Regions from separate parts of the Mus musculus genome. Here regions 2, 3 and 4 are each linked to region 1. A link is a contact called in public promoter capture Hi-C data. All regions are on one chromosome and are shown on one strand. Each heading gives the region's core, a stretch centred on a gene start, on an enhancer-like site or on the middle of the called end of the contact. The rest is flanking DNA. Distances are from core to core; before and after follow the strand shown.

Region 1 (7,190 bases), core at 3,350-5,849:
AAGCAAATAATGAAGTTACTTACCAGTTTGAGTGTTATCTTCTGGGACAAATATCAAAGTCAAGTGGAGGTAAGCAGGTGGCCGCAGAAGCAGGGAGACTGCTGGTTTATCCCTGCTAGGATGGGAAGGTGATAACAGAGAAATGGATGGGCTGGGATAGGTTTTTGGAGGAAGAACAATGCCACTCACTAAATCTGTGAGATGGGAAGACAGGAAGAAGGCAGGATGGTGGTTAGGTATTTGCCTTGAATCACACTGGGTGGGCTGTGGTACCATTAGTTGGTGTGGTGGCTATTGTCAACTTTACTACATCTAGAATGAACTATAATTCAGAAATGGAGGGCATACATGTGATCCAGATCTTGACATGGAATGACACATACTTTTGATCCAGATCATGAGGCATAGTGGCTATGAAAAGCTTAGGCTCAGGTAATGTAATATACACCTTTAATCCCAGGAGACAGAGGCAAACAGATTTGAGTTCAAGGCCAGCCTGGGATATCAAGTTCCAAATCCAAGTGTGGTGGTACACACTTTTTATGGGCCATATCTTCTGCTGGGAGCCTACATAAGAACAATTTTAAAAAATGAAGGGTTCATTTTTCTTTGCCTGCTTGCACTTACTGCCAGCACATCTGTTGGAACCTACTTCTTCAGGATTCCAGCTTTTACAGAAGACCAGCTGAAACACGTAGACTTGTGGGACTGAGCAAGTACTAGATTCTTGGACTTCCCATTCACAGCTGACCATTGTTGTGTTAGTTGGACTGAAGCCTGTAAGTCATTCCAATAATTTCCTTTAATATATAGAGGCATTCCATAACTTCTGTGATTCTAGATAACCCAAATATAATAGGTCTGTGGTGGTGGTAGAGTCAGTCTCTCTCTCTCTCTCTCTCTCTCTCTCTCTTCCCCGTGGTGTGTGTGTGTGTGTGTGTGTGTGTGTGTGTGTGTGTGTGTGAGAGAGAGAGAGAGAGAGAGAGAGAGAGAGAGATTGTCCTAGGAGGAGTTAGTAATCCTAGTTACTCTGATTATGAGGGAAAAGAGTCATGCATTCAAGGCCAGCCTGGGTAACTTAGTGTGACTTTGTCTCAAAATTAAAAACAAATACAAAAAAGGAATATAGTTAAGTAAGGGCAACTTTTGCTTGCCTAGCACACAAAAGCTTCTAAACCGTTTAATCACAGGTGGTGTGGAGAGGTTAGGTGAGTCATTGATACATTGTAATGTCGGGAATGAGTGAAAGGAACTTGTCCTAAGCACTGCCATTTTGTTTTTAGACTCCATTTTAATCATACAGTGAAACTAAGTTAAAGTTCCCAGGCCCTAGGAAAGCTGAGGACTTTCTAATAGCTGACCACTTTCCATTATTCATCTTTTACTCCCCCAAACATAATGACTGCTCCTAACTACAAAAGAACAAACAGACTTAATTGGTTGAACTGTAAAACCTACATTCTGCATTGGTTGACACAGACCAATCACATAAAGAAAACTCCATCCCTAAATCCTCATTGGTTGAAAAACGTAACTGTAACTCTGCTCAGATGTTTGTGGGTTTTCAGGCTTAAAAAGCTCTGAAGCATTGTGGCTCAGGGTCACAGTTCAGCTCCCCGAGTCAGTAGTGGCTTGATTTCAATTCATTTTTGTCACGTGGATTGACCTGGTGTTTGAGTTTGGACCCAATAACAGTACTCAACATTTTGAAAACAGATAAAATTTTGTCTTGGGGGGCTGGAGGTGTGGCTCAGTTGGTAGAGTGCTGCAATAGCATGCAGGAGGAACCTAGTTTCCATCCCCAGCCCCGCACAAACCTTCCCATGTTGTGATCCTCTTCTAATCTCAGCACTTGGGAGGCAGAAGCAGGAGTTCCAGAAATTCAAGTTCGGCCTATAGAGTTTGGGGATAACCTGGGCTATATGAGCCCTTGTCTCAAAATATTTTTTTTTCATCTTAGGATAGAAGGTAGACAGGCAGGAAAGTGGGGCATGGGAGAACACCTCAGAAGAACAGGCCCCTCGAGATGGTGCTTAGGGAAGACATAAACAAGGGAGGCTGAGAAAGAACATGCTGCAAGGCTGGAGAATATTCTGGAGTGTGGGGGTGCAGAATGAGTATTACAAGGTATGCATTTGATATTAGAGGTATACATTTGATGGTGTGGTCATAAGAAAGACCTAGCATCCTTCATTAGTTTCCTCCCTCCACTTACTGTCTCTAGCTGCCCACCCCCCACATCTAAAATGATGCCAAGGATACTGGTGCCACAAAGTCAGTAAGGTGGCACCAGACATTTTATGGGAAAACAGTGCCATGTCAGCAGCAGACACTTCATAGCTTAATTTGGTGGCAGTGACTGGGAGGGCTGTGTTAGAAATGAACTGCCAGGCGGTGAGTGATGGAGACAGGAGCATGCACTTCTAGGCTCCCTGTTGTTGTTTTTAGAGATGCCAAGGTTTTTATTTTGTCTTAACTTATTATGCTGTTATTATTGTTGATGATGATGATGACAGTGTCTCACTATGTAGATCAGGCTACTTCCAAACTCATAGAGATCTACCTGCCTCTGCTTCCTGAGGCTGGGGTTAAAGGAGAGTAACTGCACACCCAGTTCAAACTCCATTCTTGTCTGTCTCCATCTGCTGTAGCTAATGGCAGGGACAGGGAGGGGCCCACAGAGAAGTGCACCACTGAAGCTGACCAGGGGCCAGAGGGAAACCACAAGATATGGGTGCACAGACATGCTGTCTGGGAGGAGAGAAAGAAGGTGGCCCTTGGATAATTCTTTCCTGGCTTCTGAAATGATCCCACCCAGTCTCCCTAAAACCATACCCTCAACAGTTACCATTGGCCTTTCCCATCTGCTTTCCCACACTCTAGCCCTACCTTGGCTCAGGTCTTCATCCTTCCTTCTGAAGCTCCTCATTGGCCAACCTCTGTACCTCAGCTACACTGATTGCACCAGAGCCCTGCTTAGAACCCCTTTCTTTGTAAAGAGCTAACTGATAAACACGAATGTATTATGGGCCTCCTCTTTGCCAAGTCCCATCTAGACACATAGGATCTAACCATGAACAAGAGGCACATCCCTCCCTGTCCCAAAGAGTTTACCATCTCAATGTCACAGTGTAGACAGGCAAATGACCTGTGGGGTTCTCAGAGCCCATGGATGGAGCTCCTGGCCATGATTTGATCCTCAAAGATTGCCTGAGAAGCTGGTACCAGACAGAGACCCAAAAGACAGAAGACTATGGAAGAGTTGTCACCCAGGCAGGGAAGCAGGGACTGATGAAATGCATGCATCCTGTGGAAGCTTCCTGCTTGGCCACCACTCGAGAGGGAGAGGGTCATACAGTCCCACAATGGGCGTTCCTTCAACCAGCCCTGCTCCCACAGGTCTTCAAGACGTACTTCAAACTGTGGCCTTTCTAAGGAGACTCTGATCCAAGTCCCCATAGCTTAGCATCCTTGGTAGACCCTATGGCTCTAGCACTTTGTAGAATTAGAGTCTTCACAACATGGGAATCCAGAAAGGGCTGCCACTGTGTCATTCATCTTGGTGATCCCTGGCATCTGCTTGGGTCAGGTTTGGTGTAGACATTTAATAGATGGGCCGAATGAGGAGAAACCCTTCTTCAAACAAACCTTCCTCCTAAACGGGGCAGGAAGAAAGGAAGGACTTGTTGGAGAAATTCTAAAAAGGACAGGGCTAGGGAGTGGCTAGACATTAGGAAGCTGTCAGAGATCTGATCGCATCAAAGCAGGTCTCTCCTTGCCCTCAGGTTGGTTTCAAATTGAGATCCTCCTGCCTCAGCTTCCCAGGTATTATAGGCATGAGCCACTCCCAGCTCCAAGGGCAGTTCTCAAGGAGCATGCCTTTAATCCTAGCACCCTGGAGGCAGAGCCAAGCAGGTTTCTGTGAGTTCGAGGCCAGTCTGATTTACCAGTGAGAAAAATAAAGTTCAATCTCGGGTCTCTGGAGGAGGCTGTGAACTGGACTTGTTAAAAGGAATGAAAATTCCCCATAGTAACTCTCAAACCTGGGTCGAGGGGACTAGGCAGAATTCACCTTCCTCCCCCTATTTTCTCTATCCAGTGGGTCACTACATCTCCACAGGTCTCACTCTGGAGAACCTCTGCTGTCCCCTTCCCAGCACAGGTCTCCAGCTGTTGAGGCCTGGCTGGACCAGCTGCTGGGAGGAGGAGGAGGAGGAGGAGGAGGAGGAGGAGGAGGAGGAGGAGGAGGAGGAGGAGGAGGAGGAGGAGGAGGAGGAGGAAGCTCTGTCCCTCCCTCCTCCATCTCCACACCCTCCCTCCTCCCCCGCCCGCTCGCGCCCTCCCTCCCTCCCTCCCTCTTTCTCCTCGGAGGCTGTCGGAGTGGCTTTCGCAGAAGCGAGCGGCGAGCGCCCTGCTCCAGTCCCGCCTGGGAACTGAAGTGTACGAGCGCGGCTCCTGGAAGCCGAGCTCCGGAGCGGCCGGCGGAGGTCGAAGGCCGAGGCGGCGCGCTCAGCTTCGGAGGCCCTGGCTTTGGACCCAGCGGGCTCGGAGCTGCGCGGAGGAGCAGAGCGCACTGCCCGCCGGCCTGGCGGGCGCAGCGGCCGCGAGTCCGGGAGCCGGACTGCGGAAGGGAACACGGCGGCGGCCAGCCGGGGGCAGAGGGCAGAGTGCCGAGCGGCCTGGCTCGGAGGAGGGCGCCGCCCGACCCGTCCTCAGCTCGGCGACCGTGGCCAGCGGAGCCCGGCGGGCCGCGGGTCCTGAGCGCTTCCAGCCCACGGCGGGGGGCGTGCCTCCGCCCGGCCGCGCCGCCCCGGCCCGCTGCCCGCCGCGTTGCCGGGGCATGTGAGCGGGAAGGCCAGGCTGCTGGCTGCCGGGACGCACTGAGCAGAAGCCGGAGCGCGGAGTTGCGACCCCGGGCCCGCGCCCGACCGATTAGTAAGTGCGCCCCTTCGCGCCGCGCGCCCCATCACCCCAGCCTCGCGAAGTTTGACACGCGCGCCCCCGCGTTCCTAGGGACACGCTGGCTCTCTGCCGCGCGACTTTCCATCTTGGGCAAAGTTTTTGCCAGGCGGAGCCGATCCTACCAGACCCCTCACAACGCCGGCCGGTGGCGCCGCGCTGATCCCGCGTCCTTTTGGAGGGCAGTGGCTACAGGCCGTTGGGGGTGGCGTGCGCGCGCCACGCGAGCCGGGCTTCGGGGGTCCTCTACCCGCCCGCCCTTTGCGACCCGCCGGCCTTAGGTCTTTCGCCCCAGCCTGACCAACGCTCCCAGTTTAAGCACTCCCAGCCTGAGCTTAGATGTCCCCGTGCGAGCCCCACGTGGGGCTCGGGTACCCGCAACGCGGAGCTCCGGTCCCGGGGTGCATTGGGCAGCCGGGGTTCAGCGCGCGCCCTTCCCACGGCTCCGGTTCATTCCCCGCGGACCAGCCGGGCGCCGCCTCCCATTTTTTCAGCCCTTGCTGCTCTTCACTCCAGCCTGCCCCTTGCCACCCCTGCGTCCCACGGTGGAGTGTCGGAGAAGCGCCTTTCAGCCCCTTTCACTGTAGAAATAAATTGATCACAGGACTGATGGGATGGGGGTGGGGGGTGGTCGCGTAGTCCCAGCGGTTCGCCATTGTTTTCCCATCCCACGTTCGGTACGTAAACACACACTCACGCGAGTGTGTGTGTGTGTGCGTGCGTGTGTTTGCACGCGCCAGCTGCGGCTGCTCAGATTCCCCAGGAGCTCTAGGGTCGCCCGCGGGATCTCCCCGCAACCAACCTACATGTCCTGGCAGGAGGTGCCTCATTACTTGAAGCTGGGGGGGGAAAGGCACGGAGAGTGGGAGCTGTCCCAGAGTCCTTGGCGAGGCCGGGGGTCCGGCTTGGGCTGGACGTGAATTTTGAACTTCAGCCTTGGATCATTCCGGGAGGACCCCGGGCGCTTGAGCGGTGGCTCTAGCCTGGGAGGGTCCCCAGCAGCTGGCGCTCTTGGCAGCATCTCCGTGACAAGAGCTTAGAGGAAACTGAGGAGTTTTCCTGGGAAGTTTGCTTTAGCTCTGTGGGAATTTCCGGGCCCGGCGCCTTAGCGCTGGCGCTGGCAGAGGGGTCTGACCTAAGGCAGTCAGTCAGTGATGCTGCCACTCCGAGCAAGGTTCCCAGAGACCCTGTTTCCAACTTCTTGATGCGGTAGGAAGTCCCTCACTGTGTGCTAGATTCAACACACTTGGGTCTTGTTCTTGACCGAGATGGGTCGCTTGATCCTGGCGATGTCCAAACATCGCCTGTACTTTCTCAGTTTAAAAAAAGGGCGGATCTGTGCTTCTATCTTTGAAGCTGGTGTATGTTGATGGTTTGAAGGATGCTGGTTTGGAAGGCCTGTACCACGGAACGCCAGATAGCCTTGTAGTTAGAACCAGGAAGCTAAGCTGGAGTTGTACAGTAGTGCAGCCGCTGGTGGTGCCACCGAAGGCAATTTGACCCACCTCCCTTGCTCAGGTTACTTATCTGTATAGTGAGGTTAAATTCTGACAGTGGCCACCTCGTGGGGGTGGTCTTAAGGATGAAAAGTCTAAAGGCAATCTCAGCGCCATGCGGCACAAAGTAAATAAATGCTCGGCAACTGTTAGCTTTTGTTGTCGGGATGTAACTTAGTGGAAGAGCTCTAGCTCAACATGCAGGAAATCTTGGGTACTGTATTCAGTGTGTGCATTTGGGAAGTTAGCTGTTGTTTCTTATTACTAATCATATTTACGTCTATTATTGTTGTTACTATTAGTTTGTTTTCCAATACAGGGTCTCTGCGTAGCTCTGGCCGCTCTGGGACTTGTTTTGTAGACCAGGCTGGCCTCGAACTCAGATTCTTCTGCCTCTGTCTCCTGAGTGCTGGGATTAAAGGCACAGACACCATGCCCAGCTAGCTATTGTCCTTACTGTAATAACAGTATTATCAAGCCCAGGGCCTAGTTCATACTGGGGAAGTGACTACCACGGAGCAGTATCTCCAACCTGGGCCATTATAATTTAAAGGACCGTGTATAGAGCCCACAATCTTTGTGATTGTGTCCGTTTGATCGATTTTAGTAATTATCACTTATGGGGAGGAAGTGACCTCACTCTCCTTCCTACCTCTTCTGGATTCTGATCTACCCAAACTTACCTTCTTGTTACTTACCTGCTTCAACCTTTTTGAGTACTTTTTTCCTTCCTTC
Region 2 (7,190 bases), core at 3,291-5,790, 980 kb before region 1:
CAAAGGAATATTTGCCCATGAAGTCTCAAGGGCCTATGGTCAGCATGAGACACCTCCATCTTCTCCTGCTTCTGTGGCTTAATACTAGGTCCTTTTTCCTTCTTTACTTTTTTATTTTAAAGATTCATTCATTTGCTTTATGTAAGTACACTGTCCCTGTCTTCAAACACACCAGAAGAGGGCATCAGACTCCATTACAGATGGTTGTGAGCCACCATGTGGTTGCTGGGAATTGAACTCAGGACCTCTGGAAGAGTAGTCAGTGATCGTAACCACCGAGCCATCTTTCCAGGCCCCCATCTTTTCTTATTTTTATTTTATGAGTGTTTTGCCTACATGTGTATAAATGCATTTCATGAGTGCCTATTGCTCCTGATGCCCAGAAGAGAGTGCCAGATCTCTTGTAACTGGAGTTAAAGAAAGGTGTAAGCTGCCATTGTGGGGGCTGGAAACCAAATCCTGGGCTTCTCCTTGATGGTGCCCTCATTCCTTCTTATTGTTATAAAGGACTCTGGATTCGTAGAGGGGCTTCTGGACAGATGCTAGACTAGTTCCCAAGCCAGTTCTGTCTGTCTCAGCCCATCTAGTCACACAGCCAACTTGGAAGTGCTGGCTCTCAGAAAAGGAAACCAACCTGGTTGGCAAAAAGCAGAAAGCACTGGGTTGGATCTTCAGGGACTTTCAAGATGGCCCGGATCAGCTGCAGCATTGGGGTGATTCCTGAATGAGGATATCCCACGATGAGATGTGCATACTCTCTCTTCTCTCTCTCTTCTCTGTCTAGCTCCTTCGCTGAGCAACCCTGTCATCTCAGTTTATCACCACACTGCATATGCTCTCCTGCTGTAGCCAATCCTCTGACCTCTGCCTGCACGTTCACCAGGACCTGCTTTTCTGAACCTTAATAGTCACATTAGAAGCCAGAGTAGAATTCCTTCTAAGGAGTTCATCTAAAACACTTGTTCGGAGGATCCCTTGGAGGTAGGACATTATAGATTAGGCCGAATGGTGCATGCCTTTAATTCCCAGCACTTGGGTAGCAAAGGCTATCATATTTCTGTGAGGACAGAGTTCTGGGCCAACCAGAGCTACATAACAAAAACAAAACAAAACAAAAAACGAAGTCATACATATACACCAACATCCCTTCTGATGAAGATTTCTGGAACACTGCTTAGAAGAGGGAAGATCATGTTCTTCAGAATCAAGCACAGTCAGGTTTGAATCCTGGCTGTGGCCATTACTAATTAAATAACCCTACAGAAACCAACACGCTAGGAATCTCCATTCCCTCATTTGCAGAGGGAAAAGCTCACAGCTACCTATTTATAGGGTAGTAGGTACCTAACAAATAGTCCTGCTATATATAGTACTCTTACTTTTCCTGATGAGATATAGAGGATTGAACATGCTAGGTATGCTCTCCCACTGTGCTCACTAAACTGCCCAGGCTTGGTTACAATATTTATGTATGCAGCCTAGGCTGGCACTAAACGTGTGATCTTCCTGCTTCGAACTCCCAATTTCTGGACCACCAGGCCCGCACCACCAGGCCTGGCTTCTTCCTCCTCAAGTATTCATACTTGGCTGTTTCTCTTGACGTCATTAAATCCACTCAGTTTGTGGAAGACCCTCCTGATTGACTGCTCTCCTTCTGTCTGTGAATTTTTGTTATTGTTCTTTCTACTTCTTTATGATTTCCGCTACTGGGGAAGTGTAGGCAGTGCTGGTCCCTAGATTAAGGACTTGTCCTCTATTATCAAACCTGAGAAGGAACCTGCAGAGCAAACCCCAAGAGTGCTAAGCAAAAAACGTCCCTCAAGTGATACAGACCTGTCCCACCAGCAATCATTCCCAATTTCTTCGCCACTCGCAGTTCAGGTGGAGATTTTTTGTTGGGCTGAATATTAAAATTCCCTGGGAAGCCAAGTGCAGAATTAGAGTCAATTTAAAACAGGAACTAAGTAAACAAACAGAACAGAAAGCATGCCCTAGGCTGTTTAGCAGCTGCTATGAAATCTGATCCTGGCACGGGCTTGAGTGGAGGTTTGAGTTTAACAGACCGGGACAATTACTCAGGAAGGACAATGGCGCTGGGATGTCTGTCTGCTTCTCAGTCAGTGCAGGCACAGAAGCCACACTTAAGGGCCCAGTGATCCCACACAGCCTGGAAGATTCAGAGGCAGCGCAGGCAAGGGAGGAGTGCGGAACGAAGACCTCTGGCAGAAGATTGTCCCCTGGTGAAGGTGGTAGGCTTGGGGCCAGGGTGAATTTCCCTAGTGGTCCAGAGCATCACCAGAGACAGGGCACAGTACTCGGGTCGTCTCCATGGGAAGAACTAAAAAGCTTTCTCTTTTGGTCCTTGGCCAGAGGGAAGTCTTTGGTGAAGGAAGGAGAGGCATAGGTTTCCTCTGGTAATCTCCACAGGGTGAAATCTGCCTTTCCATATAGCATGGTTGCTTCAGGAGACTTTGCCCAGGTACACCCATGCACACATGCAGATTCTGGGGGGAAATGGAACAAGGAGGTTGAAGATGGGACTGGGGCTGGGCCTGGGGGCCTTGGACTGTAGGGACAGGAGAAGTGAGACTGTAGGAAGGAAAGGACAGATACTCACCTTTCCCAGCATAACTGAGCAACCCGCTCGGCCCCCGGAACTCCACCATATCCCCAATCTTCAGGCTATCCAGGTATTGAGACATCTTCCCTCCTTCAGGAAATTTGGGGTGCACACCTTTCAGATAAACCTGATGAGGCAGAAAGAAAGAAAATGCCACATTTGAGATGTAATGAAAACCAAATCAGAGCGTATTACACCCATAATCTTTTCTCCCTTCCCTTAGACCCACAAAGGACTCATCATTTCCTGTTGTCAGAGGAATCCAGGAAGCTTCTAAAAATCCCAGAGTCTTTGGATTCCTTTTCTTTTGGCGTCTCTGCGTGTGTATGCACATGTATGCATACACATCTTTCTTGTTCTCGAAAGGCTAGCTTCCCCCCAAACTCTGAGTTTCTAATAATTCTCAGATACCCATTTCCCATTTTCCAGTAGAGACATGCTGAGATTTCAACTTTTACATGAGTCCAAACTGAGGCTTGGATGGCAAGTGCTTTACTCAACAACCCAGCCATCCCCCCAGCTCGGAGATTTCCTTTCTATATACTTACCTTGATGACAAGATCTACATAGCCTTGGTCTTCATCACTGGTGACAGGGGTGTAAGGCCTGATGACCAGACTGCCATCAATTCGGGCAGAGAGGTAGACGTGCTTACCTGGGAACCATGGAGAGAGACACATAAGCTGCAGTCCCACTGAGAGGACCCCTCCGCAGTATCTCCTGCCTCCTCCCACCTTTGAAACTCCCTACTGCCAGGGCCTTAGCAGCAGCAGGTAAGCAGAGGATTTGCATAATGGAAAATTAGTGTTTTCTGGGATAGGAGGCGGGTTATAATAAGTCCTAAGGAAAGAGAGAAGCCTGGAGGTTAGAGATGCGTAGGGGCACAGAAGCCACACCCTAAAAGAGTGGTCCCTCATGGGCTGAAGGATTGACAGAAGGGCAATGGTTTTTCTTAGCAGGAAAACCACCTAAGAAGTGACTCGCCCTCATACGATGCCAAGTAGAGAAGCCCACTCCCTTTTTTCTTACCCACAGGCAGCCCCAGAATGTGGTGGGCGGTGGGCAAGGCAAAGCGGAACCTCCTGGTGTTGTGGCTCACTGTCTAGAGGATAGATGACAAGATGTTTCATCAGGCAGGTCTGGCCTGCCAAGTCTTTTGGAGCAATCCAACCACTCTCGATGCTATCCCTCAAACTAAGTATCCACTCTCTGCCCTAGCCCACTTCTTCACAACTTACCGTCTTGTCTAGCAATCGCAGCAGGTACTTCTCATCCGGGTCCTGGAGAGTAACCTGCGGCCGGCGGGATCTTCGAACCAAGTAGGTACCCAGAGCCAGGCCGAGCAGAGTAAGCAGCCCCACCCCCAGAGAGGCTAGCAAGACCGGGCTCTGTGGATAGAGGAGGAAGCGTGATCGCCACGCTGAGGAAGTGCCAGGGTGTGGGTGGAGGACCAGGAGTAGCGATCCTGAGCTCCAGCGAGAAAGCATGCCAAAACCTCAGAAGCAAGCGGAGCAGTGAACTCAGCCCGCAGCTCGTGCAGCGAGACTCCAGCATCCAAGGTGGGTATGGCACAGCCCCGCGGGGCAGACTGCCCAGAACCAGCTGAGGCGGTGACCCCGGGCTCAGGGCACAGAACGAGGGTCTTACCGGCTGGATCCCCATGACCTAGAGGTGCGTCCCGCTCCGGTGGGGCGGAAAGATCCCACAATGCGCCGCGGGGCGGGCCCGGAGGCGGAGCTCTCCGGGGCGTGGTCTATGGAGGAGGGCCTGACTGAGGCAGGACTAGCGGGGACTATGCCCCCCCCTCTTCCGTGCGGAGTAGGTGGTCCAAGGGCGTGGGTATCTTGGCCGTCTCAGGCCCTCCTTTTGAGAGCTTTCTTCTCTCTGCAACTTAGACCTACCCCAAAGGATGACAGTTTTGTCTGACATGGAGCCAGGCTAATTAGCATGATGAGAAATCTCGCCGGTCTGAGAGTCTCACGGAGAGTGGAATGTTGAGCCACGCACAGGCTTAAAATAGAACAGGAAGCTTTCAGATGAAAGTTCTTGTTTTTTTTTTTTTTTTCTTCCCCAAACAGGCTACTTTGCCAGACAATTGAAATGCCTAGCTGTTGTGTCCGGCCAGCAGACCACAACCTGGGTTCTAGCCTGGAAAGGCATTTTGGAAACCTGGAAGAGAAGAGGGGCTAGGTGGCGAGAGAAAAGAATGTAGCCAAGACAGTTACTCTGATCAAGGCTCAAATTTTATTGTTGCGACACTAGTTATGAAGGAAGGGGGAGGGGACCCGATTCCCGCCGAATAATCTCGGGTCCAGTAGAAAGGTGCACGTGTGTGGCTCCTCAGGTTCCAGCAGTGGGCGTGGTAGAACGAATGAGCAGGAAGCTCCACCCCGAGCAAGCAGGTTTCAGGCTGGGGGAGGGGAGACTACATCTCCTCCCTTTTATTAACAAAATTAAAAAAAAAAGAAAAAGCTGGCCTGAGGGGGGAAAATTATCTATGCTCAATAGTTCTGCCTGGAATCTAGGGCTAAAAAAAAACTTGCTTCACTGGGATTCTATAACCTTTCTTATGGTAAACTGTATCTGGCTTAAGACTGTCCTTTCTTATCTTAGTGAACAACTAACTGAAAAGCCTGGAGCTGTAGGCTCTGACTTTATAATGCTAATTAGTACTTGGTAGGTAACTTTCTAGTTGAATTTTAAGTAGGGCGTTGGAACTTTGGCTAAGTTTGACTGAACAAATGTGAAATACACTATAATAACACTAAGTTGATATTTCTCCGCTTTTTTGGATGATAGGTGGGAAACAGGGAGAAGGAGTGACCGGCTCTTGTAGTACAAGGCCAATTGGCCTTTTTATTTGGGTGGGAGGCAGTGAAGGGCTTGCCCTTTCAATAGTACGTCTCCAATCTCTCTCCCCCCTATTAATTAAGTTAAATAAGGCAACGCTTAACTGAGGTGATCAAATGATTTTCTCATCCGTAGATGAGTGGGCTTTTAACCTTGGCTTGGGTGGACATGGACCCGATTCCTCCCGTGGGTAAAACCCACACATGTGGCTCTTGGTACCTTTTGGGGAGGCGAGGTAGAGCCGGAGAATATTTTTTATTTTTAACCAAAATTTGGTACCAACCTCTTTCAAACCGGGTTTATCTCACAGGAAACTCAGAAATGGTCAAGCCGGACCTTCCCTTGCAGTAAGTATCTCTGCACCAAGCGGTGCCCATACTGAATTTGTACAATCACAAACCAGTATGCACAGTTCTGAGTGCTGTGCAGCTCCTAAAGGAGAATTATCAACCTCAGAATTAGCAAAGCCTAAGCAAGAATTATGTCGTTAATAACACCACGATTTGTGGGTAAAATAGGAGCTGGAAGTCGTTCCTCCTCATCCCTGTTTTTTCCACAGCCTATTGAGCTAAGGACACCTTGCAGTAACAGCAAGGGTGAAAAGCCAGAGGTCAGCTAAGGGGCTAAGCCTGTCTATCAAAATAAAAACCAATCTTTATTAATATAGAAAAATCTACTCTTCTAGCCCTCTAGGTAAACCTAAATTTTTAACTCAGACTGAAAGCCACATGCTGGAAATGTCCTGAGACTGGGGGTAACAGCTGCCACCTGTGTGCTCTAGGGGGGCGGGGATGCACATCCACTGGTCCGCCTCGGGAATGTTGATTTACCTGCTTGAAAGACAAAATCTTGAAAGACAGTGAGAAAGTAGGAAAGCAGAACTTCTTTCCGGGAAGTCTAGGTACTTTATTCAAATGCAAATTGTAAAGCTGAGGCTAGTCTCCGGCCTCCTGTCGGGAGCTGGTTCAGAGAGTAGCTGGAGAACACCTTTGAGAGCTGTTGCTCTCAGCTGAATTTTAAGCACAAAAGGAATTTTAGTCTTTAGAATGATACTTACCAGAAGAGTCAGAATCTGTGTTCATCTGACGAATTAATCTCTCTGGCAGCCACCGCGCTCCATCTTCATCTCGTGAAAAAACACAAACTGAGTCCCTACCCCAAATTAGAACTGGATCTGGACCCTTCTATTCATTAGTCAGGGGGTCCTTCCATTTTACTAATGTATTAAGTGAACAATTGCTCTTTAATAGCTTTTTCTACTAGCTGTAAGGCCAGCAATCCTTCTGAGGTTAGGGATCTAGGGGAAGTGGGGGATGTGCTCTGAATTAACTTTGCTAGGTAATTTAGAATATAGGAATCTCTAACATTGGACTGAATATTAGACCAGTCTGAGATTGAGTTAGAATGGCTGGTCACACTGAAGAAAGGAGAAAAATCATTATGACTCTATTAAATGACTAATTTTACTAAGTCTGAATATACAGTCTCTGATGTACTATTGCCATAAAGTTAAAAGGCTAGAAGCTAGTCTAAACTGGAAAAATGACAAGTAAGGATGGATCTAAAACATGAATTTAATTTAGTTTTTTAGTCAATTTAATCAGGACATGAGTCAACTTACCTACCAGCTCGTCACACGAATTTACTAATATGCTTCTGCAGCGTTCTGTGGAGAAAACCTGTTTTTCCCTTTTCTAATAAGGTAGCTGTTTTAGGATTA
Region 3 (7,190 bases), core at 2,674-5,173, 810 kb before region 1:
CCCCCTCCCTCAACCTGAGGCTCTTCTGCCAAGTCCTTAGGTGTCCTTAGTGTTTCTAGATCCCCACACAAGAGGGTGTGGCCTCCTTTCCCTCCACAGCCTTGGCTGTTCCAGCCTTGCTGAAGCTCAGCTGGATGTGGGAAACACGGAGGTCAGAGGTCAGCAGCACATCCTCGTCCTCCCAGAGAGCACTGCATATGGGGTCATTTGTGCTCATGTCTGTGACTGTGAGCTTTTCCTGGGGCTCCCTGCCTTCTTATCTCGGCTTGCCCTCGGATACCCAGAAGGGGCTTGCTTCTTAATTGTCGCTGAGTAGAATGAGGTGAATGGAAGATGACAATGTGGTTAAAAAGAAACCTCAGTTCCTTCCTCCAGGATTTAGAAACAGTTGGTGCCATCCAGAGTGAGCAGAACTAAATGGCCCACATATCCTGTGCCCATGTTCCCATCCCACACAGACACAGGCTCCCATAGACTTGGGGTGTCCCCTTTGCAGACTTTCAGACCTGGGAGAAGGAGCTGGAAAGGGGAGAGAAAAAGGAAGAGACCTACATTTCTGGTCTTCAAAGGCAGAGCAGTGTGGGATAGGAAAAGAACGGAGCTTCCAGGAAGTCACGCTGGGATGGACAGAACTGGAGGGGGTGGTACATTCCCCTGCTAACCTGCAGCCTTTCTGTCCTGACTTCCGGTTCTTATTCAGGTCTCCTTGTGCTTGCAGTGCCCAGAATAACCATGACATAGGAACCAGAATAAACTGCCTGCTGGAAGAAAAAGGGCTTGTTTTCTTTCTTTCTTTCTTTCTTTCTTTCTTTCTTTCTTTCTTTCTTTCTTTCTTTCTTTCTTTCTTTCTTTCTTTCTTTCTCTCTTTCTCTCTTTCTCTCTCTCTCTCTCTCTCTCTCTCTCTCTCTCTCTCTCTCTCTCTCCCCCTCCCTCCCTCCCTCCCTCCCTCCCTCCCTCCCTCCCTCCCTCCCTTCCTTTCTGGCACAAGGAATGGAACGGAGGACTGCCTGCATTCTAAGCCAGCACTTTACTATCTATTGGACTAAACCCCCAGGCTCAGACGAGGTTTTTAGTTTGGTTGAGGCAGGGTCTCATTATGTAGCTCAGGCTGGCCGGAAACTCAAGGTATAACCCAGGCTGGTCTTGAACTCCTGAACCTCCTGCCTATGCCTTCTTAGAGCTGAGAAAACAGGCATGTACTGTCATGCCTAGCTTCAGAGGAGAATCTTAAGACCTCTTCTGTTCTCTAGGAATGGACCCAAACCTTGACACCCAGCCATTCTCTCCTCATTGGGGCTCAAAGGGGTGGGCAGGCTCCTGGGGAGTTTGGGGACAATGTGGAGGCCTCTGGAAAGGTGAAGGCTCAGGACTGCTGAACAGGGCTACCCCAGTGTGTTTCCACCTCTGTCCTCTCTTCCACATTCCTCAGGCCCACTGTGGAGAACTAAGGGTACCAGCAGAGAAATCAGAGACAGGGGTCTTGGAAGGCAAAAGACAAGGCTGAGAGGAAATTGTGCAGAGAGCAGGCCTTGGGGTCTTTTCATTTCCTGTGACATCATTTTGCCTCAGAGTCACATGCTTAGTAAAAAGCTTTTCTTTTGGGTACCTTTAAGAGCGCTCAAGCCTGGTACCTGTGGGATTTGGTCCCAACATAGCTCCACTATCAGCACGGGGCAGATTTCAGCATTTTGAACTTTGGACTCTCCTTTCCTCCCCTTCTCCCCATTGGCCTGGCACTGCCTGCTTTTTTTTTTTTTTTTAAGTCTATTACATTTTATTTATTTAGTGCATGTGTCTATGTGTGTGGGAGTGCCACAGTGCACATATGGAGGTCAGGAGACAGACAGCCCTTGACAGACAGTTCTCCTCTTCCATATTGTGGAACTTGAGGATTGATCTCAGGTTGTCCGGCTCAGCAATAAACTCATTCACCCAACCTCTACCTTGTTGGCCTCTTGCTTGTCCTTTTATAAGCACTCTGTATCAAACTCTCCTTCAACCAGCCTGTGCGGATCCCATACCTTCTAGGTATCATTCCTGATGGAGCTGCCATCAGACTAGGACTCTGCTGGAGGCAGCGAAATTCGTGTGCGTGTGCTGTGTGTAGGGAGTCAAATGGCCATGGTAGGAGGTTCATCTAGTCAGGGGTCGGGGCATGTGTGAAAAACAGCAATCACGTTTGGCACAGGGTCCATCCAGTCCCTTGGGTCTTCCTGCTCAGCCTTGGTCCTCCCACAGTGTCCTCCTCTCCCTGAGGCCACTGGCTGGCCCCATGGTGAACTTGCCATAGGGCTGACAAGAAGCAAATCAAGACTTAAAAGAGGATCACAGATATAATTCAGCTGCAGAATGCAAGGCTAGCACACAAGAGTCCTGAGTTCCATTCCTCAGCACCAAGCCAACCAACCAACCAACCAACCAACGAAAAACTCACTTTGCCTAACACCGTGCTGGATTGTGTCTATCATTCCAGTATTGGAATGAGACAGCTAAAATGACTGAGTTCGAGGCCAACCTGAGCTACATAGCAAGTCTTTGTCTTAAAAAATTAAAATTAATTATGTGAAAGGCTTTATGCCTTAAAGGCCCTGAGTCAAGGAAAGAAAGAGCCAAGAGGCACAGATGCCATGCAGATCTCAGCCTCATGTCGCATGGTATGGGCAGGGGCAGGATGGCAGCTTGCTCTTAGGAGTAGGGAGGAATGGGAGGTAGGCAGGAAGGATGCCTGTCATGGATGAGCTGATCTTTTGTCATCAAACTCACAGTCCCCTGTTGTCTGAGGGTGGAAGTGGAAGTGAAGCCCTGGGTCTCCTGGAAGTGTCCTCCCCTCATTGGGCTTCTTTCTCTGGAGAAAACCGAATAGCTCCCACCCTTCCTCCCAGCCACCCAGGTTCCAGAGGAAACTGCTCCTTCCTGTGCTCCTGCAGCACACCCCAGCAGAAGTTGCTCTCCCTCCTGTGGGCAGAGCCCTTCTCCTCAGCTGGGATCCAGCAAGGGGGCAGCAGGTTGTAGGGTTTCCCCTAGCCTGACTCACCCAGCTACTGTACAGTGCAGACCCTTGACCAACAAACAGGATTTCTCAGGGTGGGATCTCTCTATAAGGCACTGAGAGGGAAGGCTTGGGGCTGTGCGTGAGCCAGTGATGAAGTGAGGGCCAGGGACACTGTGGGGGAGGGCGAGGTGGGGAGGGCACTGTGGGAAGGGCACTGTGCTGGTGCTTCAGTGTGTTAGTCTTTGGCAAGTTCCTTTCATTTCCCAGCCTGAATCTTTTTCTGGAGCACAAGGGATTGGACTAGATACTGTGTAGTCTTAGGTGCTGGGGCAGAAAGGAGAAGGAGAAGGAGGAGGAGGGGGAGGGGAAGGAGCATAGTAGTGTAACACTGACAGTGGGGGTCATTTCTCTGAGCCTCAGCATCCTCATCTGCAAAATGGAAATTACGAAGAGCCTGAAAAGCACTCTGAGCGATGGATGAGAAAGGGCTATGACTCAGGAGACTGCCTGCAAAGTAACGTGTGTGCGGGAAGCCTGTGCGCTCCTGACAGTGCTGGGACTGCTTTCCTGAAGAGAGTAGGTTTTAAGATTAGGGGAGGCGCCCAGATGCCAATGGTTGGTGGCGGTGGGAGACCAGAGAGGGGCCCTCTTGAGTCCCGCAGGTGATTAGGGCTTGGGCTGTCCGCCTGCTGCATTGAGAAGGGAGGGAGGGAGTAAGGGAAAGAGGGAACACGGGAATCGGCACCTCGGTACTGTCCCTGTCCCGAGGCCGGATCCATACATCACACCATTCGAGACGCTCACGTTTTCCCAGCTTTTCTCACACTGAATCACTTCCTTTGTTTAGAGGAGGGGGTAGGGGAGGAGACGGAGGGCGACGAGGGAGGGGCCCGCGGGTGCCGCCGCCGCCCCCGCCCCCGCCCCCTCCCCCTCCCGGTGTGCGGAGCCCGATTGTCACTCAGCTCCCGCGCCGGGGGCGACGAAGGCGCCGGCGCCAGAGTGGAGTCTCGGCTGGCTACCACCCCTTGGACATAACTGGCTAGCCCTGGGTTCCCCTGGCATCCTCTGAGGGAGCGACTGCCCAAGGTTTTGAGGTCTGGGGATACTTGGCTAGACAGTTCAGGTGGCCAGGCGCTCTGCCAGCTTTGGTGTGACCTTGGGTAAGTCTGTGGCTCAGTTCGTGCATCATGAGTGTGCAGGAAAGGGGTGGATGAAATGACTGGGGTGTCCCCCTTGGGGCAGTCGATGGGTAAGGATTCTGGGCAGAGCTGGAGCTGGACCAGGCTTCTGTTAAGAATCGGGCACCAGCGGCGTCCCAGGTGGGTGGGCACAGGGTAGGCGTGCGCGCACGCGGGGAATGGGAGCCGGTGGACCCGCCAGGTCCTGGGCTTAGTCCCTCAGAATCACGCCTGCCATCCAGTCCCAGGTACGAAACAGGGGCACTACCTCTTTAAAGGCGTCCGGGGCTGAGCCTCTGCCACACCATGTGATTGCTTGAAAGGCCGGGCTGGGAGCGCAGCGGCGGGAGCCTGGAGAACGATGAGCCGATGCGCGCGCGGTGCCCAGAACCCAACCCTGCCCGGCGCGGCTCCGGAAAGCCGCCCGGGGAACTTAGGGCAACGCCTTTGGGACCCCCTACCGGTTGGCAGGCAGGATGGTGAGCTCCTTGCCTCCGGGTCGGCGGACACCTGTGGGCACTGTGGATTCACAGGGGATCCTTGTGGAGTAAGTGTACAGGGAGCCACCTCACACCTGATACAAAAACCAGTGGTGGAGTGAGTGCTGCTATTTTAAGTTGCTGAATGGAACCTCTAAGGACAAGGGGAGGGGACAGAGGTTAAGCAGATAGTGAGCCTGAGTGTCTGGCCAGCTTGGGCAGGCACTGCATCACTTTACTGGGGCACATCTTCGCAGGGCTGCCTATGTCCCCCTCCTTCCCAGGCTGGCATCCCCACCGCAGGCTTCCTGACCACAGGTGCTGGCCTCGCGCCCCAGGGCGCCTGTCTGCTGATGTGCCCAGCTCCTGCCCACCATGCCGCCGTACATCTCGGCCTTCCAGGCTGCCTACATTGGCATCGAGGTGCTCATTGCCTTGGTCTCTGTGCCCGGAAATGTACTGGTGATTTGGGCTGTGAAGGTGAACCAGGCACTTCGCGATGCTACCTTCTGCTTCATCGTATCCCTGGCGGTAGCTGATGTGGCTGTTGGCGCCCTGGTCATCCCACTGGCCATCCTTATCAACATTGGGCCACAGACCTACTTCCACACCTGCCTCATGGTGGCCTGTCCTGTCCTCATCCTCACCCAGAGCTCCATCCTGGCTCTGCTTGCTATTGCTGTGGATCGGTACCTCCGAGTCAAGATCCCTCTCCGGTGAGTTCATAGCAGCCCAAGGTACTCTGTGCAACCCTGTGTGGGGCTTGGGGATGAGCAAGAGAAGATGAAAGTCAGCACACATAAGCCTCCTAGTCAGCCAGGTATTCTCCGGGCATTTGGATCCCAGCCCAAAGTGCCTTCCTGGGCTCTGTATGGGGATGTTCAGCAGAGCTGCAGTGAGAGAAACAGGAGGGGCTGGGTGTCAGAGAATTACCATCCTGACAGTGCCCATGACCTCAGTGCAGGGACCTGGAGCCTCTGCAACCAGAGAGTCTGAGGGAGCAGGTGAGGTCGGGCCTGGAGTGGGACTGGAACATTTGGAAGGGCTGGCAAGACAAGGGACAGCCAGTATAGGCTTGTGAATGATCTGGGTTCCACCGGACTGGGAAAGGAGGAGAGAAAAGCTTCAGGAGAGAGATGAGGACATGCAGAGGGTGGCACACCAGGACCCAGGGTGCTGCTGCTTCTCGGACCAGACCAAGCTGGCTTCCAGAAGGCACTGTTTAGCTCACTTGTTCGGCAAATGTTTCTGTACCAGCCAACTCCACCCTCCGCGCTGTCCTGCTGAGCCCAGAGGGCTAGTTGCCTCTGCCCAGCCTCCCCTGAGGCAGGGAGCAGGCTGGTGTTGCCCTTCCTGTTCTGGCTGTTGCCTGCGGAGATGCTTTTGCTGTTTCTAGGCAGCTCAGGGTGGGAAGCCTAATGGTGACACCCCTCATAGTGGGGGGTCCATCTCCCTTGAGGATCCCTGCCCAGGCCTACCAAGCCATAATCTTGGCACCAGGCACTGCCTGGGTCACCAAATGCCAGCAAGTGCCTGGGCACCCTGCCAGGAACTGGCTCTGCTGGGACACTCTTTTGAGTGTGTTTCCCCCTTCTTTGAATTCTTGTCACCAGTAGGTTCTCTAAGGGTGAGCTTTAGCCATCTTCAGCACCTGCTGTTTTATGCAGCTTCCTCCTTCCCCTATCTGGAACCTGGGGCCTCTGGCCTCCCTTGGCAGTGTGCCTGGGCAGGCCTGGGCACCGGTAGTCCTCCCTTTGGTCACGTTTAAGCACGTTTCACTTTTCCCAGCCTCTTTTCGTGTCACACGCTCCCTCGCTCCCTGTGTCCAGTGTGGGAGGCGGGGCAGGAACTGGAAGAGAGGAAGCAGGCTCAAGGGATCTCCCTGGAGTCAGGTGTGGAGAGCGTTATCCAACCATGTCCTCCCTCTGATTCCTGAGCCTGGAACTCCCCCCCCCCCCCCATGTCAGCCTCTCCCTATCACTCCCAGCCTACCTCCCTCACGGCCCCAAGGTTTCCCAAGGAAGGTGGGGGCACAGGCTGCTGCTGTTCCAGGGGAAAGGAAACAGCCCAGAAGCCTGGCAAGCTCTGTTCCCAGGGCCTTTCACGCTGCCATTAGCCCCGGGCTGCTGGCCTGTACCAGTCAAGCTAGTCTCAGTCCATTAGATGGGCTGGGCCTCAGTGTTCGACCATTACAACAGTGTGGCCACATTAGAAACGCACGCAGATGGGCAGACAGAGGAAGGCTGCTCAAGAAAGTCTTCCTGCTGGGTGGGTGCCAAGGCAAGTTACAGGCCCTGTCCTTCCTACCCGGTGGGCCTGGGACATTGAAGTGACCGAGCTGGTGGGAATTGCAGGCTCATTCGTCCCAGAGACAGCTGAGGCTACTTTGAAGCAAGTGGTGGTGGGGTCAAGGCTCTAAGAGTTGAGGGTGAAACACAAGTTGAATTTAGTGCAGGCCTGGGCGTGAGTGCTTTTATGAATGCCTAGCTGTGTCACCTTGGGAGAGTCACCTAACTTAACCTCTTGAAACTTTAATTTCTT
Region 4 (7,190 bases), core at 2,969-5,468, 650 kb before region 1:
CAAACTCAGCACCCCCACCCCAAGGCCAGTCCCTTTCAAAGAGCAGGCTTCACCAGACACCAGGACACAGCAACCCTGTACTCCCTCACTCCCGCCAAACTCCAGCTCACGCATACACTTTAATACGTACACTCACTCAATTATAAATACCACCCTCCTGCCCACACTGATACACAGAGAGACCAACAGAATCACACATAGTGCCGTGTGGGAGGGAGCTGAAGTCATTCTCCCAGAATAGCTCAGCCCGGCCTCTGCCAGCAGAGCCACCGAGTTTGCCTCAGGTTTCCACATGTGGTAAGAACGGAGAGGTAACCTTGACAACCGAGCCAAGGCCCCAAGGCCCCCCACAGAAGTACATACCACTAGTGGCTTCTAACAAGGAAGCTGTGTGATTTCCTCACAGACAAGGCCGGGACAGAAGGACAGAGTCCCTTGGCCTAAGGAGGGCAGTTTGGAATGTCATGTCATTCTCCAATGATCCACACCGGTAGGCCAGACAAATGGATGGAATGCTGAACTGAGAGCAGAGGAAAAGAAGATCTGGGATCACATGGCATTGAAGTTTCTGGTGCAGATAAAGTGTAGAGCCAAGGTCATCCTCACCTCTGCTATCACCGAGGCACCAGTGACTTGAACTATGGAGTCATAGTCAGCACAGTGTGTCAGCATTTATGCTCACCACACAACCCATAGATGCAGGTAGAAGAATAAATAAAAGAATGGGGAAGAAGACATAAGCAGGAATGGCAGGAGGTAGAGAGGGTGAGGTAGAGCGGAGCCGTTCTCCTTATTCTGGTGTCCAAAACACTCCAAGGACAGGAGGCAGTGGCGACCTGGAAGAGAAGAGGAGTGACACCTTTACTTTGAAGCTTCTGCCCGTTCCCATCAACTTAGACCAGCTTTCCCCCTTTGTTTAGTTTTTGTTGATGTTTGAGATCAGATCTCACCATGTAACCCTAGGTGGTATAAAATCTTCTATGCAGACCAGGCTGGCCTTGAACTCACAGACACCTGCCTTCCTCTGTTTCCCCAGCGCTGGGGCTAAAAGTGTGTGCCACCACAGCTGGTGCTATCATCAACTAAAAGGCAGTTTAAAGGAATTTCTTTAAAAATTAGGACTCAAGTAATGTATTTGATGCTATCAGAAATCAGTCCTAAGTCCTAAGTGGCAGCCAACACCTTTAATTCCAGTGCTCAGAGAGGCAGGGGCCAGCTGGTCTACCAATGGAGTTCCAGGCTCGCCATGTTGAACATGTTTCAAAACAAACAAACAAACAAAGTAAAAGATTCTAGAACTTAAATCCTGATTTGGAGATGTTGCTTCTGTGTGGTGACTTGGGAATGTTGAGAGTAAGATAGTTAAGCCACTCTGTAGGCTCAGGAGAAGAGAAGCCGGGAAGGAGGAGGCCTGCCTTTGGTTCTTGGGGAGCACGGTGCACTACAGCATCAGAGTACAATCTAATGGTGTCTCTGCAGAAACCCAGCGGATAATACCACGCTGCAGCAGCACCCCCAAATCAGGACTTAAGTTCTAGAATTGTTTGTTTTGTAACACGGTTTCAAGGTGTAGCTCTGACTGGCCTAGAACTCTGCAGGTAGACCAGGTTGGCCCCTGCCTCTCTGAGTACTGTGATTAAAGGTGATTGCTACTACCACACCTAGCCTTAGAATTGATTTCAGGGTTGGGGACACCTTACCTGTGTGGCCAAGCAGCAGGGACTGGGGAAGCCAATGACAACAACACCACATTTGTAATCTGCAAGCTATATCCTGTCCTGGCTCTACTGAGTGGTCACTGCATAAACTGCAGAGAGATGTGAACATACACATAGGGGCATGTTTGAGTTAAAGAAAAACAAGGCTGATGTTTTGGGTTGCAGAAAGCTTTTTTCCATTAATCTGGTTATAGGATGTTAGGCCCAGAACACCAAACCCGAGCCAAAGACTCTGGGAGATGACAGTAAGAGTGTCAAATTCAGGAACTGAACAAACCAGTCAGATCAGGCTTGTGCGCTTTGACCTATTCGGCTGCCTTCCTTGGTGGCTAGCCTTGGTCAATTCTGGCCTTGCTGACAGCTGACCTCTCTGGTTCATTGCATCTAGGTTACCTTTCTACAAGGTCAGCCCTGCTTCCTGTTTAAAAAAAAAAAAAAGCAGGAATAATCACCTCACCCTTCCTGTCCCAGCCCTAGAGGAGGGGCAGTGAAGAAGCCATCCAGGGGTGTGTTTAATGCCAGATTGCTAGAGTCCCAGGGCATTTTGATTCACCCCGAGAAACAGAAGGAAGAACATTCAAAATGAGAGGTGTCCGGGAAATATGAGGCATACAACATAGTAGCCCACTCCCAAGTCCCTTGTAAACTGATGCTGGGCCAGGGGGAGAGGTCCTGCTTGTAAGGCTGAGGCAGGAGGATCCCCAGTTTGTGATGAGCTAAGTGACCACAGGGGTAACATCAGTTCAGCATTGGGAGGATGGCATGTGTTTTCAAGGTGAAGTTTCAGGGATCTGCAGGAGTATGCATTGGCGGCTAAGAGGTAGGAAGGTACTCCGAGTTAAAGACACAGCCATGGTGTGTGAGATAAGGGCCATGTTATAGACAAGTGAATAGTGGGGGAAATTCTGTGACCCAGATGGCAGAGCTGTCGTGATACTGTCTTCTGACAGTGACGAAAGGGACCCTATAGTACAAAGTGGTAGGAACCTACAAAGGTAGGTCGTTTGTAGAAAATGATGAAATGTCTTGCTGGTCAGGCAAATGAGTCCAGGCAACCTGGCAAGGGGGGGAGGGGTTGTCTCAGATGGTTTGAGCAAGGCAAGAGCAAGCAGATGGACACTTTAGAAAAAGACTCTTTCCGGGAAGGTGCTTTGGGCATGGGAGGGGAAGGAACCCACTGAGATTATTTAGGGATGAAGAAGCCAACAGTCTTGGGACCAGGTCTGAGGAAGCAAAAAGAGGGTCTGGGTGCTATAGGGACAGTGATCAGTAGCTTTGTCTGAAAGGGGGAACAGGGAGGGAGGTAGCTTTAGAGGGAGCACTAGACATTTAGAGGGAGGGATAGAGCATGTGGGAAAAGGGACAGAAGTATTGATGGGAAGTCCACTGAAGAAAAACAAGCAGCAAAACAGACAGTGGAGAGAAAAGGGAAGAGGGAAATGGGGTAGGGTGGATACAGAGGATCCAGGTAGGGAAGCTGGTGGCTCAGACCAGGGATACAGGGAGAGAAGCCTGGCTTAGAACTCAGGGAAAACAGGATTTTACACAAGCCATGGCGCTAAATTCAGGCCCCATCCTGTGCAGGGCTCAGAGATGTGGGTGACAAGTTGCCCCACTCAGTAGTCTGCCTAGCTTCCTGGCACCAGTCCCTGAGCCCCTGCGTGTAGACAAGCCAGACCTGAAGCCTTTCCTCTGGGGAGCTAGTGTTTACAAAAGCCTCAGTGCACAAAAAGGAAGGAAAACAATCAGGGAAGAGGGAGGGGCAGGGAACTGATGGAAAACTTTGTACAATTCACACCAGATTACTTAAACACACACACACACACACACACACACACACACACACACACACACACACACACACACACAGACACTGCCATTTAAAGGAAAGTGAGTGCTGGAAAAATAACCCTACGGACAGAAAATACTCTCCTCGACACTCCTCCCACCAAACAGTGAGAGCTGATTACTTTTAGGCAATTACAGAAGAGGAAGAGCAGAATTTGTTGGGGGAGGTGGAATTATTATGGAAGCAAAAAGAATACAATCCCCATTGCTGAAAACACGAGGAACCCGTTTTGATCAGCTGGGGGGATGAGTGGCAGAGATGTTCAGGTAGGGGGGTGAACGGCTCTGTCAGTGTCTGTCAGGAGACATGGGAGAAATAACATCGGCGAGGGCATCCTGGAGGAGGCAGCAGGCAACCTGGGTTTTGGCGCTGTGCAGAGACGACGTCCGGGCATGCCCGGTGTAGCGCGCTTCCTCTGCCCAGGTCCAAGGCCCTCTCCCGCCTGCCTCCCACAGCACGGGAGTCCGGTGCTTGTTCCCAATAATGACGTCAGTGAGCGATGACCTCAGCGCCTGGGAGGCGCGGGCGAGCTGGCGGGCGGGGCGGAGAGGGGCGGGCGCAGGCGGAGGGGAGAGGCGAGACACCGGAGGGGCACGCCCCCATCCGCCAGCGTCGGCCAATGGGCGCCACCGACGGCTCCCCGCCTCCCCGAGTGGTATGAAAGGCGCAGCCCGGGGAAAGTCCGGGCAGAGCCCGAGAGGTGGCCAGACCGTCATCATCGTTCTAATACAGCTACTTCCTCAGCCACCGGTATGAGCCACGGGAAGAGAACCGACATGCTCCCGGAGATCGCCGCCGCCGTGGGTTTCCTCTCCAGTCTCCTGAGGACTCGGGGCTGCGTGAGCGAGCAGAGACTCAAGGTTTTCAGTAGGGCGCTCCAGGACGCACTGACCGGTGAGCACACGTCGGGGTCTTGGAACCACTCGGGCGCGGCCACTTCTTGCCTGGGGTGTCTTTATCACTGTTCTGTGACGGGGACCCCTACGCGAACAACTCCGGGTCTCAGATGTCTTTCTCTAATTAATCTCTGAGGCCACTGATGGTCCTCTGTCCCTTCGGTTAAGTCCCCGTCTCCCAGCCCTCCAGTCCCCGCCTCGCTCCCGAGGCTCCGACCCTCTTCCTTGAGTACATTCTGAGACCCTGACAACACCATGAGAAAAGTCAGTGTGTGTGTGTATTCAGAGTCCGAGCTCACCCTTATCTCCGAATCTTGGAGAACAACAGACCCTCAGGGGATGTGAAGCCAGGCCAAGCTGTGCGACTTTTATGCGCAATTGAACTTTCTAGACAACTCTTGAGTCCTAGCCACTGTTGCTGTATAGTCCTGAGCCTGTCATCATACAGGCCCATTCTGCCGCGTGTTTACCCGCTGCAAGTTGTAATCTGGGCCCCCTTTGTATTTTTTCTTTTTTGGTCCCTCTTCACCATCTGCCACCTATTGTAGTACAGAAAAGAGCCTGGTAGCCTAGCCAACTGCGAGGGCGGGGAGGGGGTGTGTGTGTTATGGAGGCAGGGTGTGAGGGACGGAGGTGGAGGAGTGATAAGCCACCCTTTAGCCTCTGTCCGCAGCTGTTATAACTGGTTGGTTGCCTTGGGCTGCGATAGCCATCTCTCAACATGTTGGCACAGATCTGAGGACCAACAGCTGTTTCATCAAAACAAAACCATTTTTTATCCCCTTACCTTTGCTAAAGATCTCAAAACTCTTCTGATGCGGAAGGGATGAGAGGCCTTGTGACTTGTTGGGCAACCAACAACATTGGCCGCTTACCTACCGGCTTTGAAATTTCAGTGCCTTGGTCGTCAGAGGCCCTGCCGGTTCTTGCTAGCCCTTCCTGCCTTAAACAGGATTGTGCCAAAAATATCCATGACCACCATAGAGCATCTACCTGAAAGCTCTGGGGCTGCTTTCCAGTGTACAAAAACTTGGAAAGGACCCAGGAATCTTTCTAAGTGGCAGGGGGAGTTTAAGGAGAGGCTCTTAAATACTGTCGCTGAGAAGAGGAAGTCTCCTCCCCAGCCCTCTCCCCTCATCCTCCCCTTGTGGTAAACATCAGAGAATGCTTTCTAACGGCGCATCTTCCTCTTGTTTTTTTCCACAGATCATTACAAACACCACTGGTTTCCAGAAAAACCATCCAAAGGTTCTGGCTATCGCTGTATCCGTATCAACCACAAGATGGACCCCATCATCAGCAAGGTGGCCAGCCAGATTGGACTCAGCCAGCCCCAGCTGCACCGGCTGCTGCCCAGTGAGCTGACCCTGTGGGTTGATCCCTATGAAGTGTCTTACCGCATCGGGGAGGATGGCTCCATCTGTGTCCTGTATGAGGAGGCCCCGGTGGCTGCCTCCTATGGGCTCCTCACCTGCAAGAACCAGATGATGCTGGGCAGGAGCAGCCCCTCGAAGAACTATGTGATGGCCGTCTCCAGCTAGATAGGAGCCACCCGACCCTGGCACTCTACTGTTCTCATGCTGCCCTGACAACAGGCCACCGTATACCTCAACCTGGGGAACTGTATTTTTAAAATGAAGAGCTATTTATACATGTTTTTTTTTTTTTTTTTTAAGAAAAGAGGAAAAAAACCAAAAGATTTTTTTTAAAAAAAAAAGAAAAAGAAAAACAATTCTTTAAAGGGAGCTGCTTGGAAGTGGCCTCCCCAGGTGCCTTTGGAGAGAACTGTTCTTGATTGCATCTGTGAGCCAGTGTTTGCCTAGGGGAATGGGTTGGGGATTGGCCTAGCCAAGGTAAAAGGGGATTCTTGGCTGATCCCCCCAGGAGGTGGTGGAAGGGAGCAAGGTTAGCAACTGTGAATGAGAGGGGTCAGGGTCTGCTCTGGGTTACCGTCCCAGCTGGGATGCCTGTATGCCTGGTCCCTCTCTTACTCAGGGGCATTCAAGCCTGATCTTAAATAATACTACATTGCCTAATCTTCTCTTTTGTTTTTCGGCTGAGATCAGGGGCAGACTGAAAGGCCTCTCCTGTCCCTTCTGTTCTAAGCAGTCTCTTGAAGCCGTGTCTCGTTTCTGAGTCTACCCTTGGGGGCCTGAAGAGCTTGCTTCCCAGCCCGGAATCTGTCTAAACATTTTTTGGAGGGTGGGATGTAAGGCAGGCGCGCAAAGACTTTGGGGCTAAGATGGAGAGGACCTGCACAAAACCTTTGCTTTGCTCTGTGCTGCTTTGTATGGGTGGATAGTGAATAATTTAGGGATGATTTGCAATGGAATTTTGGGACCCAAAGAGTATCCAATGGGGGTAGGTCTTTTGGACCCAGTCCTTCCTTTTGGGAACCACACGACAGTCTGAATGCTGCTACCACTATTCCTTTGAGAGGTGGCTCAAAGCTCCAGGGAACTCCAAGTCCTTTCTTACTGCCTTCTCTTCAAGAGCAACCTTCCCCATTTTTTCTTTCCCCTTTCCTGCGGTTGGGTCCTGGAGGGCCCTATTTCCTAGGACAAGCGTTCTCAGTCACTGTGCAATAGTCCCAGGATGCTCTGAGACCGGACCTCCCAGCCCCTCCTGATGCCCTGGTAGGTTTTAGGGACCCATTCTTCCCATTCTTCTAGGGGTTCTGACTGGCTGGTGGGCCTTGCGGAGATCTTCCTGGGCCACAGGGAGGGC

Evidence for each region. Promoter capture Hi-C pulls out the DNA fragments that hold promoters and counts their contacts.
Region 2: a promoter capture Hi-C map of liver shows a contact between it and region 1, with 2.1 times the contacts expected there. The contact joins the promoter of Cyb5r1 here to the promoter of Sox13 in region 1. A contact is called at or near these places in 1 of 39 promoter capture datasets (liver), 1 of 115 datasets of contacts at active chromatin or transcription factors (pancreatic cancer cells) and 1 of 9 other capture datasets (adipose tissue).
Region 3: a promoter capture Hi-C map of liver shows a contact between it and region 1, with 2.3 times the contacts expected there. The contact joins the promoter of Adora1 here to the promoter of Sox13 in region 1. A contact is called at or near these places in 5 of 39 promoter capture datasets (the 3T3-L1 cell line, fetal liver, hematopoietic stem and progenitor cells and 1 more).
Region 4: a promoter capture Hi-C map of liver shows a contact between it and region 1, with 2.8 times the contacts expected there. The contact joins the promoter of Btg2 here to the promoter of Sox13 in region 1. A contact is called at or near these places in 1 of 39 promoter capture datasets (liver) and 3 of 115 datasets of contacts at active chromatin or transcription factors (astrocytes, embryonic midbrain and pancreatic cancer cells).

What each region holds. Positions count from the first base shown.
Region 1 is chr1:133,421,621-133,428,810 of GRCm38.p6, reverse strand. Sox13 (SRY (sex determining region Y)-box 13) reads left to right here and starts at 4,599. Exons shown (of 14, transcript NM_011439.2): 1 at 4,599-4,935.
Region 2 is chr1:134,403,131-134,410,320 of GRCm38.p6, reverse strand. It overlaps Cyb5r1 (cytochrome b5 reductase 1), which reads right to left and starts at 4,540. Exons shown (of 9, transcript NM_028057.3): 1 at 4,268-4,540; 2 at 3,859-4,008; 3 at 3,650-3,722; 4 at 3,169-3,275; 5 at 2,618-2,747; 6 at 1,834-1,917; 7 at 635-720. The coding sequence starts at 4,282.
Region 3 is chr1:134,232,190-134,239,379 of GRCm38.p6, reverse strand. Adora1 (adenosine A1 receptor) reads left to right here and starts at 3,923. Exons shown (of 2, transcript NM_001008533.3): 1 at 3,923-5,365. The coding sequence starts at 5,025.
Region 4 is chr1:134,076,183-134,083,372 of GRCm38.p6, reverse strand. It overlaps Btg2 (BTG anti-proliferation factor 2), which reads left to right and starts at 4,218. Exons shown (of 2, transcript NM_007570.2): 1 at 4,218-4,461; 2 at 5,670-7,190. The coding sequence starts at 4,320. The coding sequence ends at 6,004. Gm31974 (a long non-coding RNA gene) reads right to left here and starts at 917. Exons shown (of 2, transcript XR_878547.1): 1 at 364-917.